Regions from separate parts of the Sus scrofa genome. Here region 1 is linked to region 2. The links are chromatin contacts, called in public targeted proximity ligation maps. All regions are on one chromosome and are shown on one strand. The core of a region is the stretch at or near the end of the contact, and the rest is flanking DNA. Distances in the headings are between cores, read along the strand shown. Region 1 has its middle 33 kb from the start of FABP5. Region 2 has its middle 44 kb from the start of IMPA1.

Evidence for each region.
Region 1: a targeted proximity ligation map of alveolar macrophages shows a contact between it and region 2. A contact is called at or near these places in 20 of 47 Hi-C or Micro-C datasets (adipose tissue, alveolar macrophages, embryonic fibroblasts and 10 more) and 2 of 2 datasets of targeted methods (alveolar macrophages and skeletal muscle).

What each region holds. Positions count from the first base shown.
Region 1 is chr4:55,314,058-55,317,666 of Sscrofa11.1, forward strand. No RefSeq gene overlaps it. Among named protein-coding and RNA genes, the nearest start is that of FABP5, 33 kb to the left of the region's middle.
Region 2 is chr4:54,986,378-54,990,023 of Sscrofa11.1, forward strand. No RefSeq gene overlaps it. Among named protein-coding and RNA genes, the nearest start is that of IMPA1, 44 kb to the left of the region's middle.

The DNA.
Region 1 (3,609 bases), core at 109-2,608, 330 kb after region 2:
CAAGTTCATGAAAATTTACCCTCACTTTTTGCCTAAGGGTCTTATGATTTTAGCTCATATTTAAGCTGTGCATCCATTTTCAGTGGATTTTTGTATATGAAGTGAAGCAAGGGTCCAAATTCATTCATTTGTATGAGGACATCCAGTTTTCACAGCACTATTTGTTGAAGGGACTATGCTTTCCCCCACTGAATGGTCTTGGAATCCTTCTTGAAAAGAAATTGGCCATAAACATATAAGTTCATTTCCAAACTCTCAGTTCTATTCCACTGGTCTATATGTCTATCCTTATGTCAATATCTTACTGTTTTGATTGTTGGAACTCTGCAGTAAGTTTTGAATCTGGGAAGTGTGAGTCTTCCAACTTTGTTTTTTTTTTTTTTTTAAGATTAATTTGGTTACTTGGAGCTGCGATTCCATATGATTTTGAGGATTTGCTTTTCTGTTTCTGCAAAAAATAACATTGGAATTTTGATAGATGTTGCATTGAATCTGTAGATTTCTTTGGGTAGTATGGATAGCTTAACAATGTTAGGTCTTCTAATCCAAAGACACAAGCTGTCCCTCAATTTATTTAGATCTTTTTTTAAAAAAATAGTAAGATTTTATAGTTTTCGGTGTGGTTATCTATATAAGATCAATTTCTGGAAATAAACTATATTGGGTTAGAGAGTATATAAAATTCCAAAATACATCACCAAATTTTCATTTAGAAACATTTGCCAAATTAGACTTTCATTTAGTCTTTATCAACTTGGGGGGTAAACAACTGTATTGCTTTAATTATCACTTTTTTTTTTCCCCTCTTGGTAATATCAGTACTTTTTCATGAGCTTCTTGGTCACTTATAATTCTTTGTCAGGAAATTTTATGTGTAAACATGTCTCAGTAGTGATTGACTTTATAAATTAGATTTACAGAATTTATATATCTAGTTGCCATAAACTAATATGAATACAAGTGAGAACATTATTGTGATTATTGTTATGTCAGTGGTATTATTTCACATAATATCCTTACTTATCTACAATAAAGCATAATAATCTTAAAGCCTCTTCCTTTTACTTTTGTGCATAGTTAATAAACTGGAATATCTGAGAAGAGGGAATAATGTGGCTTGTCTTTTACTATATATTCTGCCTTGAACTATAGCTCCACAGTTAAACAGTATGACTTTAGTGAGATGAATAAATATCTTTGGTACCAGGAACCCCATGTTCCTACTTAAAATAGATCTGCAATTGAAGTTTATAGAATTAAAAAAAAAAAAAAAAAACCAAAGACCATAGCTTTACAGAGGAGGAAGCTGTGGTTCAGTCTGATGATAGAGTTTAACAGAGGTGACAATGAGTCAGGGACAGGACCCAAGATATCGCCTTTCTTCCAACAGGCTAAAGTTGTGTACTCTATAGCCAACAGAACAGTGAAACAGCTTCAAGCCCATGTGCTCCCTCTGCAGGTCTCAGAGGCTAAATATAGCTGCCACAATCCAGTCATTAGCACATGTAGAGGGGAAAAAATAGGGACCATTTCAGCTTTGCTAAATGCGTTTTTCTTGCCATACAGAGCCCCAACCTAAAGCTAGGCAGGTATTTCAGGTTCATCAGGACAAACTCTCCCTTCTTCCAAATCTTTTATTTATTTTTACTTATATTAATATAGCAATGAAAGAAAACAGGATCTGTAGTAATTAAGAGCCTGAGTCCTAGATTCAGAATTTCTGAGCTCAACTCTGGCTCCATCTTTTGCTAACTACAGATGCTTTCAAGCAACTGTTTCACCCATAGAGTGGAGGTAATTATAGTCATCATATCCACAATTAATAGGATAGTTGCAGAAATAAAAAAGACATAATGCATGAAAAGTACTTAATATAATGATTAATATAAGACATGGTAAGGACAAATGGCTGTAAGTGCTCTTTAAAATAGTAAACAATTGCAGAATGTGTACAGTATGCAGCTAGTTTAACTAATCTCACTTGTAGGGGAAAATGGACTCCTTCTAATTTTGCAACACGTTTTTGTTTTGCTTGAATTCCTTGTAGTTGGAGCATTTTAAAGACACGTGAGGGAGTTCCCATCATGGCACAGTGGTTAACGAATCCGATTTTAGGAACCATTAGGTTGAGGGTTCGATCCCTGCCCTTGCTCAGTGGGTTAAGGATCCGGCATTGCCGTGAGCTGTGGTGTAGGTCGCAGACACGGCTCGGATCCTGCATTGCTGTGGCTCTGGCATAGGCTGGCGGCGATACTCTGATTCGACCCCTAGCCTGGGAACCGCCATATGCCGTGGGGAGAGGCCCTAGAAAAGACCAAAAAAATAAATAAATAAAATGAAAAGACATATGAACATTTCCACCCCTAATACCCCTATTGGACAAAGACTGATATAGGCAATTGGGCAAGGCCAATGGGAGAAAATCATATCTTTCTGGACCCCACTTTGGTACCCTCCCCATCTTTAAGGGATAAAAACCCCTATAAGACAATAGAGAGGGGTGCTCTTCTCCCCGCTCCCAGCTATCCTGGGAGCTTTTGGCTTTCCTGTAATAAAGACTTTGCTTGCCTCTAAATAAATAGATAAATGCACATGAGACCTGGATTTTTCTTTAACAACAAGTAAGTATCTTTAACAACTCTGGATGTGGAATAATGCACTCATTCTAAAGTTATTTAAGGAGGTCCTGTTGTGGTTCAGCAGTAACAAAACCCAACTAGTATCCATGAAGATGCAGGTTCAATCCCTGGCCCCACTCAGTGGGTTAAGGATCCAGCATTGCTGTGGCTGTGGTGTAGGCTGGCAGCTACAGCTCCAATTCGACCCCTAACCTGGGAAATTCAATATGCTGGGCATATGACCCTAAAAAGACATAAATAAATAAATAAATAAATAAAGTTATTTAAGACTTAGAGCATGGGAACAATATTTTAAGAATCTAAAGCATATTTTTGAAGACTTAGAAGAAAACTTTAATTATAAATTTATTAAAAAGTCGGTAAAATTCATATGTGCCATTTTAACTGTAATTTGGAAAGATGTTTTTCAGTAAGATAGAGAAATTAGATTCCTGAATTAGATAAATATGAAGAATATTTTCTCTTAACATATTTATTAATAAATATAGAAAAATGTAGATTAAAATTAATGGGATATGAAACAAGGGCAATAAAGATGATATTCTGATATCTAGAAACTAATTATAATTTTTAAAACTTTCAGATCATACCAAGAGCCACAATTAACTAAAATGAAGAGATGGATTTTGTGAAGAAGTAATGAATAAGCTTTTGGGTTATTTGATCATCAGATTAATGAAGTGGAATAAATTATATCAACACATTCAAAGACCATATAAATTTCTTGCTGATTTAATAGAAAATACCAACATTGATTAAGGTAACATCGAATTCATAGCATGCTTCTGCAAAGGGATATTGAGTGTTATCAGTACAAGAGTATTTGAAATTGGTCACTGCTTGAGTAAAATGGAAATGCCCAGAAATCTTACCATTAGTTACACAAAGTAGTAACCAAAGAGTATGCAGCCAGAAAAAGTAGGAGTATGTCCTTATAGAGTTGTATGATGTGGTTAATTAATTTGAAAAA
Region 2 (3,646 bases), core at 709-3,208:
GTGTGGCCCTAAAAAGAAAAAAAAATCAATTATGTTTAATGGACTCCTGGCTAACACATGACAGTGTAAAGAGTAATGCAGACAAGATGAGAAGCATCTACAGAAATTTGGGGATGGAAGTGAGCCAACCTCAGGACAGCTGGATTGATGAGAAGACAGGTTATAGTAAAGTTAAAGGGAAGAAGGTACAGGGTGTGAAGTCTTTACAATCTAAACTTTATAATTATATTTGAAAGTGATTTTTTTTTGTGAGTAGATAAATACATCTGTATTAGATAATATTCTGTATTAGTTTTCTGTGGCTGCTGAAGCAAATTCTCACAAACTGGGGGAGTTAAAACATTAGGAATGTGTTTTTTCATAGTTGTGGTGGCCAGAAGACTGAAATCCATATCACTGAACCAAAATTAAAGTGTTAGCAGGTATATGCTCCCCCTGGAGGCTCTAGGGGAGAACCTTGCCTCTTCCAACTTCTGGTGGAATGCTGGTGGCCTAGGCTGGTATTCCCTTGGCTTTCTGGCATTCCTTGGCTTGGGCCGCATCATTCTTTTTTTGTTTGTTTGTTTGTTTGTTTTGTTAAGGCCAAACTTGTGGCATATGGAAGTTTCCAGGCTAAGGGTCAAATCAGAGCTGCAGCTGTAGGCCCACACCACAGTCATAGCAATGCGGGATCTGAGCTGCATCTGCAAACTATGTTTCAGCTTGCGGCAATGCCAGATCCTTAACCCACTGAGCAAGGCCAGGGATCGAAGCTGCATCCTCATGGATACTAGTGGGGTTTTTAAACCGCTGAACCACAGCTGAAACTCCTCAGGCCAGGCCACAACATTCTAATCTCTGCCTCTATCGTCACATCACCTCTGTTTTGTGTGTGGAACTCTCCTTCTGCCTCTCTCCTCCAAGAACACTTGTGATAGCATTTAGTACCTGCTGGGATTACCCAGGATATTTCCCCATCTCAAGGTCCTGAATCACATGGGCAGAGACCCTTTCCCTGCATCCTGAGTGGGTGAGTGTGTATGCAGATAAATATCTTTTACTCTTCAGTTAGCTTTCAGCCGACTGAGTCTTCTTGAGGGTCTAGACCCACTTCTAAGAAGTGGAGGAGAATGGCCTTTGGCTCTCACACTATTGTTGATGACCTCTCACCATCTGTGTGCCCTGGCCTGCCACCTCAGGACCGTCCCTTGTGTCCCCTGCCCTCTGTTCCACTGCTTATGTAGTGGCCTTGAAGTCACGGCTCACTGCTGACTCTAATCAGCAAACAAATCAGCAAGCAAACCAACAAATTCCCAGTTGTGTGAACTCAAGAGTACAAAGCAAAAAAAAAAAAAAAAAAAAGAGTTTCTATTGTGGCGCAGTGGAAAAGAATCTGACTAGGAACCATGAGGTTTCGGGTTTGATCCCTGGCCTCACTCGGTTAAGGATCTGGTGTTGCTGTGAGCTGTGGTATAGGTCGCAGATGCAGCTTGGATCTTGCGTTGCTGTGCCTGTAGCCAGACCGTCAGCTGTAGCTCTGATTCTACCCCTAACCTCCATATGTCACAAGTGTGGCCCTAAAAAGCAAAAAAAAAAAAAAAAGACACAGCAGCACAGAACCCAGCCCCAAGGGTCCCTTAAGAGCATGGGTCCATGGAGTCCCCTGGTGGTCTAGTGAGTTAAGGCTCCAGTGATGTGACTGTTGTGGCACAGGTTCCATCCTCAGCCCGGAACTTCTCTATGCCACAAATACCACCGGAAAAAAAAAAAAAAAAAGCATGAGTCCTTTTTCTGGGTGCTGGAACCTTGACTGCTGAGGTTCCCTGGTGCCAGAAAGTCTGCAGTGTCAGGACCTCAGGAACCTCCGCCCCAGAAAAGGTGATGTGCTCCTCTGGTAAACAATCATTGTTATCTCAGACTCAGGGGATGGCTGCTTATCAGGCAGTGCGTTCAATGACCTCACTCAGGAAAACAACTGCTCATCTGCCAGGTCCTAGGAACATTCCTGAACTAGTGAAGACTGCAAAATCAATAGCTAAGAACGCTGCAGCTTGGCTTTGGAATTATGACTATGTCTGAGAACTCCCCCCCCCCGCGCCCCCCGCCCCCCAGGGAAACAATTGTGGAGTGAGTTCAGTCATTAACACACCGAGCCTGGAGGAAGAAAAGGGCAGGACCCACACTCACATGGCTTTCTCTGGTGAGTCTGGACGTGCCCAGCTTCAGAGGCTCAGGAATGAGGGTTGCTCTGACTAAACCAGACACTTTGACACTGAATCCCCAGAGTCTGTGACCTAAGGTCTTCATCCTTTCACTTCCTTTTTTTTTTTTTTTTTTTTTTTTTTTGTCTTTTTGCCTTTTCTAGAACTGCTTCCCTCGGCATGGAGGTTCCCAGGCTAGGGGTTGAATCGGAGCTGTACTTGCCGGCCTACACCAGAGCCACAGCAGCACGGGATCTGAGCTGAGTCTGCGACCTAGTGACCTACACCACAGCTCATGGCAACGCCGGATCCTTAACACACTGAGCAAGGGCAGGGATCGAACCCGCAACCTCATGGTTCCTAGTCGGATTCATTAACCACTGTGCCACGATGGGAACTCCATTCCCTTTTCTTCTTTGCGCACATTCTATCATTGTGTACATGAATGTATGATACACATGCAATTGTGACAAAGATGCAGACGTACGCAATTTACAATGAGAAAAATTCCAAAGTGGTATTTTTCTTTTTTCTTTTTTTCTTTTTTTTTCTTTAAACGGCCACACCTGTGGCACATAGAAGTTCCTGGGCCAGGGGATGAATTGGAGCTGCTGCTGCCAGGCTACACCACAGGCACAGCAGTGCCAGATCCGAGCCTTGCCTGTGACATACAGGGCAGCTTGTGGCAACGCCAGATCCTTAACCCAGTGAGCAAGGCCAGGGGTTGAACCCACATCCTCGTGAATACTAGTCAGGCTCTTAACCTGCTGAGCCACAATGTGAACTCCTTTTTTAAAAATTTTTTTCATGGAGTTTCCATCATGGCTCTCTGACTCGTATCCATGAGGACACAGGTTTGATCCCTGTCCTCACTCAGTGGGTTAAGACTCCAGCATTGGCTGTGGTGTAAGATACAGACACAGCTCAGATCCTGCATTGCTGTGGCTGTGGCATAGGTGGGCAGCTATAGCTCCGGTTTGACCCCTAGCCTCGAAACCTCCATATGATGCAGGGGCATCCCTAAAAAGACAAAAAAATTTTTTTCAATTTTTTAATAGCCGCATCTGCTACATATGGCAGTTCCTGGGCCAGGGGTTGAACTGGAGCCACAGCTGTGACCTAGGCCACAGCTGTGGCAACTCCAGATCCATAATCCACTGCTCGGGCTAGGCAGCGAAACTTTGCCTACACAGTGACCTGAGCCACTGCAGTTAGATTCTCAACCTATTGCACCATAGAGGGAATTACAAAAGTGGCTATTTCAGATATGAATAATATTCACATGACATATTTCTTAAGGAGAATTTTGGGCCAGGACACTGATTTTTTTTTGTTTTTTGGTTTTTTTTATTCAATTAGTCCAATCCATTCTCACTTACTTTGCTACTTGATGTGGTTTGGGAGCTTGAGCCTTGGGTGGAAGTGAGGTTACAAATTCTAGTTCAGTCTCCCGAAGACAGTAATCT